2 separate regions of the Gossypium arboreum genome follow, and region 1 is linked to region 2. A link is a contact called in public Hi-C data. All regions are on one chromosome and are shown on one strand. Each heading gives the region's core, a stretch centred on a gene start, on an enhancer-like site or on the middle of the called end of the contact. The rest is flanking DNA. Distances are from core to core; before and after follow the strand shown.

Evidence for each region. Hi-C and Micro-C count contacts between places; a contact is called where the count stands out from the background.
Region 1: a contact with region 2 is called in a Hi-C map of leaf, with 3 times the contacts expected there. The contact joins two enhancer-like sites. A contact is called at or near these places in 2 of 5 Hi-C or Micro-C datasets (both in leaf).

Annotation. Positions count from the first base shown.
Region 1 is chr1:71,901,033-71,907,594 of ASM2569848v2, forward strand. No RefSeq gene overlaps it. Among protein-coding and RNA genes, the nearest start is that of LOC128282477, 46 kb to the right of the region's middle. Within about 2 kb of position 2,844, at least 1 of the 2 cell types and tissues checked has an H3K27ac peak or open chromatin away from gene starts, as enhancers often do. A contact at or near this core is called in leaf, where this site is marked.
Region 2 is chr1:71,762,830-71,769,394 of ASM2569848v2, forward strand. It overlaps the pseudogene LOC128280445. Among protein-coding and RNA genes, the nearest start is that of LOC128281584, 53 kb to the left of the region's middle. Within about 2 kb of position 2,597, at least 1 of the 2 cell types and tissues checked has an H3K27ac peak or open chromatin away from gene starts, as enhancers often do. A contact at or near this core is called in leaf, where this site is marked.

The DNA.
Region 1 (6,562 bases), core at 1,594-4,093, 140 kb after region 2:
TCATCACGAGAATCAAGGGTGTTAGTGGAATTATCTCATTTTTCCACTACACCTTGTCGTCGTTGCATGAGTATATAAGGATAGCGTTGGCCATTAAGAATTACCTTTACATATTTTCCTTCTTCCTTGAATTATTCTATAACTTTATGAAAAACCTTAATATATAGAGCTTCATCGAAGAGGGTTCATAGAATTTGGCTAACACCTATATTTGTACCAACTTATTGGTGATTTCTGGTACACCCTTAGGTTATTATCGAAGAAATTCATGTGTTTATTGTATTACATGCTTAGACTTTAGAATTGTTCGTGAGGAAGGAAACTTCATGATTCTGGATTATTCATTACCGAGTCTTGCATACATGTTCAGTTTTGATAATTTAATGATATGATAAGAATATTTATCTTTCTTTTAACTCAAAAAGTTAACAAAGGTCCTAGCGATAAGAACAAAGGACTTGCTATATAGATCACTGTACTAGAGTTTTTGGTAAGTTCATTCTTACTTTTATGTGTTTTAAATTCCATTGTTGTATAAATTTTATAAAGTAAGTAATCCCTCTTAGTAGCGGGTGAATGATGTTTGTATGGGTGGTGGTAATTTAGTGTCATCAGTATGAGTATAGTCTGTCTGTGTTTTGAAGTAAATACCATCATTTTTGCTCAAGCTAGTACCATTTGTGTATGATGTATGTGGTGTGATATGTGGTGATGAAGAAGGGGGATATGTTTGTGATGCCTCTAGTAGTTACATTGCAAACTGGATTGGCAAATCACATGAAAACATGCTTATCTGAACAAAAATGATATGAAGAGTTAAGGAAGTGTATGAATATGAATACGACTATTTGATATGCTTCTAATTCTAAGTTTCTGGATACATGGCTGGCATGAGGATAGGTTATCTATTCGTTATGGTTAAGTTGGCATTTAGTAACCGCCCTTATGTCGTATTAAGTTTGCATGTTGTGTTCATCTGTATGCGGTTTACGCCATTCGGTGTATTATGATTTTATTTTTTAAACCCTTTTGACAGGTCTGGTATTACCTTGGATACTGTTGTAGATGATTTATATGTTCTTTCCTTGTCTTTGAACTCACTAAGTTTGTTTGAACTTACTCGGTTATCTTTTCCTTCTTATAAGTGTTAATTGAAGGAAGAGAACTTTGAAAGGACTACACTAGAGAACTATTGATTGTGAGCCTTTTGTTATTTTTTTGTATCATGCATTCTATAGGCAAGGTGGCATGTAGAATTGTTTTGTATCAAATCTTGTAACGAATCACAATTTTTGTTAGGCTCTGTTTTATGAAACTTTTGTTTGCTCCAGTTATATATGTAAGTGTTTTGACCCAATGAGATGGTATATGAGATAATATTTTAGGTGTGAACACCAAATTGTTTGAACGTTGTTCAAGCTACCAATAATGTACATTGAAACTTTTGTAAAGGGAATAACTTTATCGAGTTTCATAAGGCTTCCGCTAAATGTTTTGTTTAAAATGTTATTTTCTTGTCGTATAAATAATTTGATTGTTTTGTCATTATCGTATTGAGGACTACACCAATATCCTAAGTTTAAATAATTTTAAATACCTTTGTTAAATTCTTATAATTTTAAGTATACCATACTCGGACCCAATCATCGGGTCGAGTAAGGTGTGTTACAGAGAACATTTACTCAAACACCTTGTATACGTTGCTTTCTTGTGGCTCTTCTGTTCTTTCATTGCTCTTTCGTCTTTGAGTTGCTTTTGCTTTACTTTTGATGCCTTAGAATTTTTATTGAGAATTCTAACTTTGCGAGAGTTAGACTGGCTTAAGCTGATTTGAATCCAATAAATCTCCTAAAGCCGCACAGATTGTGAGACTAAAGTTCTAGTCCCATGACAGCACCCTATGATTAGAACAATTGAGATTATATTTAACATGTCGGATAAGATAATTTAATTATATAAAAATGTACTCATATAATTAATCTAATTTGATAGGGTTGAAATTTAGACACGATATATATGCTTGCTTGACCAACATATATAATGGATTTGATTAAAATAATGTGAAATATATTCACGTATTTTAATTGAGATAAAATTTATTTTATTAAATTTATTGAATATAATATTTAAAAATTTGGTTAAAGAGATTTTAATTTCCTTGTTATGCTAAATGTGTTTGTTTATTAAAAATAATTTTGAATAAATTGAGATACTATTAGAAATGAAATTGTATGAAACTTTAATTTTATGTCATCCCTATCCTTTTCCAATAGAAAATTTTGAAAAATCTGATTTGTCATTATCATATTAGAAAGGGATAGAGATGATGTGGAATCACAGTTTTATATAGTTCTTTCTTATACTTTTATCCCTTTTCCTTCCTCCAAAATTATCAAGCTAGCACTGAAAAGTAATTTTTTTGTTTTGAAAAAACTCTTTGAATAGTTCACGAGAGAAAATTCTTTTGTTCAAGCCTAAACGATAAATGTTGTGGTTGTAGTTTGATATCTCTATAGTGACAGTGCTATTTGAAATGGATTTTGCATTCGGATCCACCGGAGGTTTAAATTAGTCTACATGGAAAGAAAAGAAGGCATATTTTGAACCCTCTTTATCCCGGATCCGTCATCTCATACATGAACCCATGGTGTGGTTTCACCAAAATTTTATTTTTCATTGCGCCGGTGGTGCTTAGGCAACCTAACAGGTGACACATAAGACAAACACATATAGCTTTCAAGGGCTAGTAGGACCACATACAAGCACTTGCAGTATGCAGATTGACACCTGATGCAACTCATCTTCTAACCTCTACAATGTACCTTGTGTTGGCTGAGAGCATAACTGGGGGACCATAAATCAGTCCATTCTTGATCCCTAAGGCAAATAAACTCTATAAAGGTCGTAGGTAATACTATCTTCCTTTACTGTTACTTTTCACTTTATTAAAAATTTACTTAACGTTTATAACCTTCATTGACTTAATAATCAGAGAGTGCCCGAGAATACATACTCCAGCATCACTTAACTTACCATCTTCTTACAAATGTTCCTCATTCATTGGCGCTCACCAAATTCTAGCCCAAGCACAAGTGAGCCCATCATCCATCAGTTTAAATTCATAAAACTCTTATTCAAGGACTAGCACCACAGTAGTGGTAGCAAAAAGCCATAGTCACCTGGATTTTAAATTGCACCATTATATAGGAGAAGATTGGGTCATCTGTAATTAATATTTTTCCGAGCAGCATCTTTATTTTGTTTTGTAGATGTCAAATTCATTGGATTTGAATATTGAAAAAAAATAAAATAGGCTATCCCATTCATTCTATAATTTCGGACCTCTTTCAACAAGGTTTGAAACTTGCTTGAAATTTAAATTTTAAGGCTAAAATGCTTAATAGGTATCCTTCAACTTCGTTATTTTATATAAATAAGTATTTAAAATTTTAATATATCTGAATAAGTTCTTAAGCTTAATTTTTATCCTAATAAATCCTTTATTTTTAATTTGTATCCAAATAAATCTCTAATTTTTAATTTATACTTAAATAACTGTTGACATGAATACATATTTCGGCTAAACTAAGTACACATCAAATGAAGGAGCTTATATGGGTACAACAAAAGTAAACAAGTTGAAGGCCAATTTTTAATATGAAAGTTGTTCCCTTAAATATTAGGTAAGTTTAACGGATAGAAAGTGTTATTTTCCTTAATACGTATGGCATTCGTATTTAAAATATTCACATATTTAATAATTTAGGTGTGTTTTTTATATTTATATAATTAAATATAACTAATTTTTGAAACTAATGAATAGTAATTAGGGTCAAGTAGTTTTGAGATCAAAATTTCTTTGTCTAAACTCAATTAGGTCACGAGTATTGAATTAAGTTGCACGGTGCCCAAACCTTGAGAAGCTTATTCAAGGGTGAAATTAAAGATTCTTTTAACAATAAAATTCTGAGAAATTAAAATATAAATTTTTGGGAGGTTAAAGTGTATTTTTCTTTGTAATTTAATTATTTATAAGCAGCTTAAATAATGTTTATTTTTTATTTGAGAAGATCAAGATTCTTGCTTACCTTTTAGATTTTATCCTCGACCTACTTAATAATTTGTGTTATGATTTTTTTTATTTTAGATATATTTTGATGGGATTGTTGAGCCAGATAATTAATTATATTTGTAGTTATTTAAGCTATATTAATTGAAATTTCAGTTATAGCTTGTAATATATATATATATATATATATATATATATATATTCAATAAATCCATTCAACTCAAAAACATTAAAAGAAAAACAACCACCAATTTGAAGGGTCCCTTCCAAACCACACCTCTGCCGCTATGACTTTAATGGCAAATAAGGTGTTAAGCATGAATGAAGTGTGCTTCTCTTATACATGCATATAATGACAACTAAAAAAGCACAAGAAATTATGAGTTAGAGAGAGAAGAAAGGAACAAGACAACGACATGTCATGTAATGACAACTAAAATTAGGAAGAATTATAAGTGAAGGCATGCAGTTGAGAATAATTGCTAAACCAACGACTCCAGCATGGACCAATACATAACAGTCCCTTGTTTTTTTTTTTTTGAGTGAATCCAAGATACACTAATATAATCATTAAATTAGTTCAATTTATATTCCTCGTGCAAAATCTAATTTTTTTTTCTAAAAAAATAAATAAGGATTTTTTATCATAATTTTTTTACTATTTTAACCGTTTTTTATTAATATTTATCATAATTTATTGTGAAAAAAGAACTTATATATGTAACTATAATTAATTTAACTCGTCGATTTTTATGTTTGAAGTACATTACTCGACTTGAAAAGAAAGGAAAGATCAAAAAGCCATTGGTTTAATGACAATTGGGAATTAACAACATGTATATGCTTATTCAAGTGTTGGCATATTATCAAGTTCAAGCCATTTGAAATCATTTATCTTTTTCTTTAAAGATGTAATGTAAGTTTTATTATAACAAAAAGAAAAAGGAAAGGAAACACTTACCTCTCTCCTTAAAGATGTAATGTAAGCTTTATTATTAAAAAGAAAAAAGAAAGGAAACGGAGGCAAAGGTGAAGGTGGTGGTGGAGCGTAATGGTGACTAAAGGGGGGGTTTTTGGCTCTTTAAAATTCTGCGAAAATTTTATTTCTTTTCTCTTAAATTTTTTAAAAAATTCTTATTAGGTCCCAAAATTTTAAAAATTTTCATTTCTCCCTTGAATTATTTTTAAAATTTTTAATTAAGCTCTTCAAAATTTTGAAAATTTCTATTTACCTTTTAATTTGTTTTGAAAATTTTAATCAAGCTTTCTAAAATTTTGGAAATTTTGATTAATCTTTTAAAAATTAAAATTTTAATTAGACCTCAAATTTTTTTAAAATTCTCATTAAACTTTTAAAATTTTAAAAATTTTAATAAACCCGTGAAAACTTAAATCTTAAGATCCGCCGTTGAAAGGAAAGGAAAGAAAAACATATCCGTCTTTCTAATCCATTTCACTTACAATTCTTTTTGGTATAATATTGTAATTTTCATTATTAACATGTAATACAGTATGACTTTTATTAAGTAATGTCTTATGATAATTAATTTGATTATTATTTGCAATAATTAGTTTTTATTGCATGATTGATTGTATTTATTAAAAGAATATATTAAAATAAATATTTATTTTTATATTCTACATATAATATGATAAAGAAATGATAACATAGTAATTTGCAACTAAAATATTCGAAAATTAATAAGTAATATTTAGTCTACTTAAGCCCATGCATTTTGTATAAACAATATACACATAAATTTATATTGAAAGATTATAAATAAAATAAATAATAATAAATTTAAGACGCTTGGATGATTGAAATTTTGATATCTTGAAGGATTGATTTATATTAAAATAAAATTGTTGTTATATGTGTTAATTACCTTATAAATCTAATTTAATGTATTTTATGATATTCATAATAATAATTCTAATGCATTAGAAGTAAATAATTAGATTTGAATTTAATATGTAAATCCTTTCTAACAAATATTTATATTTTTCATAAAATTGATTAATCTAAATGATGACGAAATTGGCAAGGAAGGCCGATGCAATAGCCTTTGATGAGGATGATGAATTAGCCTTTGTGGAAGGAGATATCATGAGGTCTTTCGTCAATGGTATTCTATCGATTAATTTCTCGGAGAAGGATAATCAATTATTAATTAAGGATATGGCTTACATAGTGGTGATTAAGATTTTAGGCAGAAGAATTGGGTTTGCTGTGCTCCAAAACAAAGTATATGCTTTGTGGAAGCCGATTCAGCCCTTTAAATTGATGGACATCTCGAATGGATATTTTGTTATACCATACTTTATTCGATAATATATTTTGATATAACAAATTAAAATTTTTTTGAATAAAAGTTAAAGTTGAACAAAAATTGGCAAAATGATTTTTCAAATGGAAGTCTTAAGAAATAAATTTTTGAACCTACTTTGAACTTTTAGAAAATTTTTGAATCAACTTTTAAATCGATTTAAAAC
Region 2 (6,565 bases), core at 1,347-3,846:
ACTACGGACAATTAGATTACCTACAAATACAAGTTGTCTTCTTGCATTATAATCTAACCATATAATGAAACTTAATATTAATTGGTTTGGTTAAGATATGCTAGATTCCACCAAATATACAAATGGAACCTAACCATACATGTCCTCCAATTATATCTTCCAAATCATCCACACTAACAATCCACCCTTCGCCTCCAAAGGGCGATTTTAGTAAATAACCAAATATAACACTTGGGCTAAGAGTCAAGTTGGTAATTTTCTTACATCTCCCCTCCGGAGCCCGGTATCGTATACGCCCCAAAATAAAGAGCCTTGAATACTAGAAGAAAAGCACCTATACCTAGCAAAATTAAGTGAATACCCAAAATTGTGGTCATTTTATTTCTATCTTTCCATACATAACTGAAAATGGAAAAGATTCTTTAAGAGTTTCGGTCTCGAAGTGTATGATAAATACCGCCAAAGCCCAATACAAGAGAGGAAATTAAGTGAAGTACTCAGATACAAAGTATGGAAAGGTGTCTATAACTTCTCCGCCAGGACCTAACCCCTGACCTAGAGTAGCTAGGTGGGAAGTAAAATTAATCCTTGTTCGTACATGGGTTTTTCTGGGACAAAATGAACCACTTCAAATAGGTTCATTGCTCCGGCCCACTCTAGGTAATCAATGAATCAATATTTTCTTACACATTTTACTTGCAAAAACCAATAAACATATAAAAAAGTATTAAATGTTATAAAAAAATATTAAATGATAATGTGATAATTTTTATTTATTCAATGAGTTGAAAAGAAAATTACTAAGTAAACTATGATGAAATTATTGCAGGAATTTCACGAATCTTAATAGAAACAACCTTGAATCCCATTCAACCGGTCATCTAATCCTCATTTAACTTCAATAGTGACTACTCCTTACCGAATTCTTTCACCTCACAGTTTGGATCGATGAAAAAAACTTCTAAAAGTGTACAAGAAACTCTAAGACTTAATATACTATTATTTTTGAAAAGTTTTTGTGAAAAAGTAGTTTTGGGAAGTTTAATTTAAGATTGTATACATTTAGTATTATTATTAAAAATATTGAAAAGTTGAGTATTACTTTTAAAGTAAAAGTAAGTTAATTTAAATAATATTTAAATTTGTTAATATGATATATGAAATATGAACTTTAATAATTTTAAAATTAATACAAATTATTTATAAAATTTAATTTGAATATGTAAATCATATTTGAGATATTTAAATCACACATAAACATAATTCTTGTAAATTAATAAAAATTTATTAGTGATGGAATAATTTATTTAAATTTAAGTATAATTATTTTTGTGTCTTTATCATTTTACCACAATATCATTTTATTATTTTGATATTAATAAATATTCAAATTAGATTGTATTACAAATATAATAAAATAATTTATGACAACTCATTGTTAATATTATAATATGAAATATAAATTTTAAATATTTTTAAGTAATTAATATTATTTATAAATTTTAATTTGAATATATAAAATTTCTACCGAAAACATTTTATGGTGGCTACCAAGATAATTTCTAACTTAGATTTAAGGATGAGATTTAAGCATATTTATATATGTATTTTTTTAATTTTAAAACTATTTTTAAATTTATATATTTTGTTTAAAGTTTAATTTTTATAATTTTCTAAAAGTTTATATATTTTAATTTTTAGAATTTTAGAATTCTATTTTTGAGAAAAATAATATTATTAATAAAAATCGTGAACAACAAGAATACAAAGAGATGACATATAGTACAAACAATAAAAAATACACTACAAACTAATGCTCTAATGTCATGCTTGTGGAATAATTTTGAAAGAGAGAAACAAATTGATAGTAACCGCAACACTAAAAGTATTCATAAACAAACTAAAGATGCATCGCATTGATCAAATTGTTAAAAATTACATCCTAACCCTACCACTATCAAATTAAGAGCCCTAAGGAACCTATCGCATCAATGATGCAGAAGGCAAGTCTTAAATGACTTATTCTCTTCTTCATCATCTTGGATTTCAATTTTAGAAGCACTATCATTGTCTTCTATAATAATAAGAATCTCTAAGAACAATTCCTAATAAATCTAGTGACATGCTTACCTTAACATATCTCATAAGAAACTAATAATTAAAATTAAAACCACCAATGCTTTCGGAGAAATAAAATGGACAAAACAAAACCACGAAAATATAGCAAAAACAAAACCTCAATATTATGGATTGAAATTAAAAGAAAAAAAGGAAAAAAAATCAGAGAATATTGTTGAAGAAGCCGCAACCAGCAATCAGCTCTAAGGTTGGCATTGTCACCCAACAAATTAAAAATTTAGATTGAAAAAATTAAGCGCTTAGGACTTTTAAAAAACTGTTTAACTATAATAGCATAACTCCATTTTCTTTTTAATTTTAAATGATAATTACATATAAATTTAAAATGCCACGGCATCGCATAGAGAAAAGGTGTGACAGAGATATAAAGTTTATGGTGGATACCAATGTGTGAGGAAGTGGTAAGTTGGAGGGCCAAATATAGGATTATGGGTATGGGAAATGAGAATTGCGTAATTGAGAAGCACACGCACATGCAGAAGTTAATAAGAAATACAAGGACAAGGCAATGTCTCGACTGGACAGTGTTTTTGTTATACAATATTGTTTTCTAGGGTGTCTGATAGGGCTGCCGATGCGCTGTGGTTTCCTTGACGGGTCCCAACATTAAATACTTCCTTAGAATTGAATACTCAAGAAACCTCTACCTTTGTCTTATGTATAAACTGTCAATTTTGTAAAACATATGTCTATTTCAATTTTAAAGCGGAATAAATAGTTAGAATGTCTCGATATTAATATTATAGGGCCAGAATTAATTTAACGGAATAATTGAGTTTTTGTATTATTTTTGGGTATAATTACGGGTATTCTCATTGTTGTATGGTTTGAGTATAAACTTGTTTAGATTAAGGGTAATATTCAGGTAAAACCTTCTCAATAATGTTAAGACTTGAAAATTTGAATTTGATCTAAATGCTTGAGAGAAGAAGTCCAATTTCACTTCTTCCAACTACTTATATTATTTGAAAGTAAGTAAATTCTTCGTTAAGAATAAATACGTAAGAGAGCTTTATACTATTGGGTTAAGAGTAATATTAATTATACTTAAAATAAAAGATGAATTTAATCCCTATAATGGGCATTAATAATTTTCGTTAACAAACTATTGGATTCGAAGAAATTTTGTTCCCTTCAAATTAATTGAAGTAGTTTAGTCTTTATACTATTAAAAATAAGCAAAAAAATATAATTGGGGACATTAACTATTTATATTTGTAAAGGTTGATGTGGTGGAATGAGCAAATGATAAAATACATTTATAAGAAACGTCTATACACGTTCATCTTCTATTGATTGAATTTTAAAATTTTGAAAAATATATATAGGACAGAAGCTAAGAACTCAGTATTGGGAGCCAAAATAAAATTATACGATCTCAGAAGGCAAAAAGTAAAAATCATGTTGAAGAAATGGCAATATTTGAAAATTAGAAGGGACTAGAACTAATAATATCCCATTTAACTAAGAAGGCACGTCTACCTGCTCCTTTAATCGGATTAAGATAAATAATATCAAATTAAAATGGAGAAAAATTATAATGAGGACCGAAAGAAAAATCACATCACAAATAATATGAAGGGAGACCAAGTCCCCACAATGTTAAATGCAACATCTGAAAAAGATGCCTCGCATCTCATCTGTGGACCAAAATCCTCAATTTTTTCATTTACCCACCAAGCTTTTAATTCTTAAGGAGTTCAAACAGCTATCCTTATATTGAAGTTAAGGGTTCTTTACATGTTTGAAAAAACACACCCATCAATATCATATTTTTCAGATCTAAGCATTATATTGTTTGTCTCATTTTTTTTTTATTTATCTTTTCCAAACATAAATGGAGGGCTCTCATGTTCCTTTATATCTTCCAATTGTATGGGTATTGTGATAACCACATTGCTCTCATTGCCCATGGATACATAACTTTCTTCAATTCTCTAAAAACATTAAATTTGCTTTTTTTCTTATTGAGTGCTAAATTTTATACAAAGTCAATAAATATTTTTTTTGAATATTTTTCATATATGTTTTACGATTCATGTTCGGGGTTCGTAGCTCCTCCTCTCAACAATATCGTCTCCAATGTTTGAATCTAGATTTTTCTCTTAAGAGTGCAATATACCTTACTATTACATTAAACCACCTGTATAGTATTTGCAATCCTCCTTATATCTTAAATTGCAACCTCTTTCGCACAAAAAGAATTTAATTATATATAATGAAACATTGATACTTGATTCTATATGATTTATTTGGTTCATTTAATTATTAAACATTTTTACTTGGCTCTTATTTTTAAACTAAATATAAAATTAATCGATTTAAGTTTGAATAAAAAATTAATTTCAAATCAATTTGATTTTATATAAATTTAATAAAATTAAATAATAGATTCAAGTCGGGGCAACACTGCATTGATCTAAATAGAGAAAAAAAAATTGAAATAGCCACCAACTCACCCCGTAAACAGGTAGAGAAGTGAGATAGAAAGGTAGCTTTCAAGCCACCTAATGGGAAAGTGAGATGAGGAAGTGCAAGATGGCGACCCTTTTTCCTTATGTGCCCACAACACACGAATCAACGCCTCGCAAACCTGCCATACATAGCTCAACCCATCACTCTTCACCAATAAACCTTATCAATTTCTACTTGTAGACAATTAGGGTTTCTTGAGATGCTGAATTTTTGTTTTTGACTTATCATCACCCTTACAATGCATGTGCTCTCACTTATGTTATTTGGTATTTTGGTCCATATTTAGAATTAAAATTATCTATTTTTTAAGGGGAGGGAGTATTCGGTTATCCGTATTTGAATCCTCAATCCAATGTCAATTAAAACATCAATTAAGCGAAAAGCTTCTACCAAAATGGGTTTGCAAATGTATTTGTAATTTTCAAAGATGTCCAATTAATAACATGAAAGGATTAATGGAGAAATGGGACCTTTAATTAATAAATTTTTCAAGTGCATCCTTCCAACAACAAGTACATATTATAATGGCAATTGCACCTTTTGGGTTTCGACAGGTCAAGTTGCAAACAGTAATGCGAAAGAAAAGTATGATTATTCAAGAACAATTAATATAGATAATTCAGAAAAGAAAAAAGATAAAGCTAGTTAGAACAGCTTCTTTTTACATTCATAATTCTCTTGTATGTTTAAAATTTTAAATATAATAATATCTTTTCACACAACAAAATAAATTAACTATTAAAAATATTTTTATATATTATAATTAAATTTAAATAAAAATATATTTTATTAGTAATTGAAAAATAATTTAAAACTATTTGTGCTATACTAACCCCAAAATTATTAGGTCAAAACCCAAGGTCAAGCTTACCTCAACAAATGATAACTAACCGTGTTGGAATACACTTAAAAATCAATCATAAGAAGATCATAATAGCGAACTAATTTACTTTGTTTTATTAATAAATACATTCTCATTATTATATACGTTCTTTATTTACGTGTATAAAATAAACTGATTAATAATATTGTCCCTAGAATAATATGATTATTATTAAATTGTCATTAATTAATTATTATTGTAGGCTGAGACACAATAATACATTGAGACTAATGTGTAGTTGATTGATAACAAGATGTTGTCATGGGTATATAGTGAGTCAATGCATGGGTAAATGTTAGAAGAACAATGTAAAAGATTAACCCTCCATGAAAATGCTTCTTGGAATATTATGTAATAGTTCCAATAATTCTTATAGTGATAGTGGTATATGTGATCCTTCGACTTGAGGTATCTATAATTTCAACATCTTTGACATATTCAAATATTTTACGTAATTGGATGAACTATAAGTTGGAAAAATTATTTATGAAAAATGGTTTTATGGCACAATGAAACTTTAAAATTTTTTTTTATAAAAACGGGTATTTGATTGTGATATCTATAGTAATAAATTTAACCAAATCAAGTACTCGTATTTCCAAGCTAGGGAATCTTATCAAATTTTGGATCTAGCAACAAGACCCTCCTGACTTTCAATTGAATGATATTCTTCACTATTCTTGAACTCTTGGATGCTATGAGAGTGGGCTCTTATCAAGAACCGAACACAAAATGAAAACCGTAACTTTCTAGTGGGTAAAGTTAACTTTCTCTATGGGGAAACCAAAATAAAAACTTTGTAATCATAAATTTGAATTATAATTGTTAGGAAAGTTACAATTATAATCTCACAGATTTAAATATCGATTACTCACGAAAAATACGTTTTTAGCCTAAATAAAATTTCACTAAATTTTGGCATAGTATCCTCATTTCAGTTTTGTATACATTCGACTACCACATTGTTCCTATTTATAAGGAAAAATCACAAGAGTTTTACTAAAATAGTAAGAGAGGAAAAATATGATATTTTAATAGAAAACCAAGAGTTCTACCAAAACTCTAGTG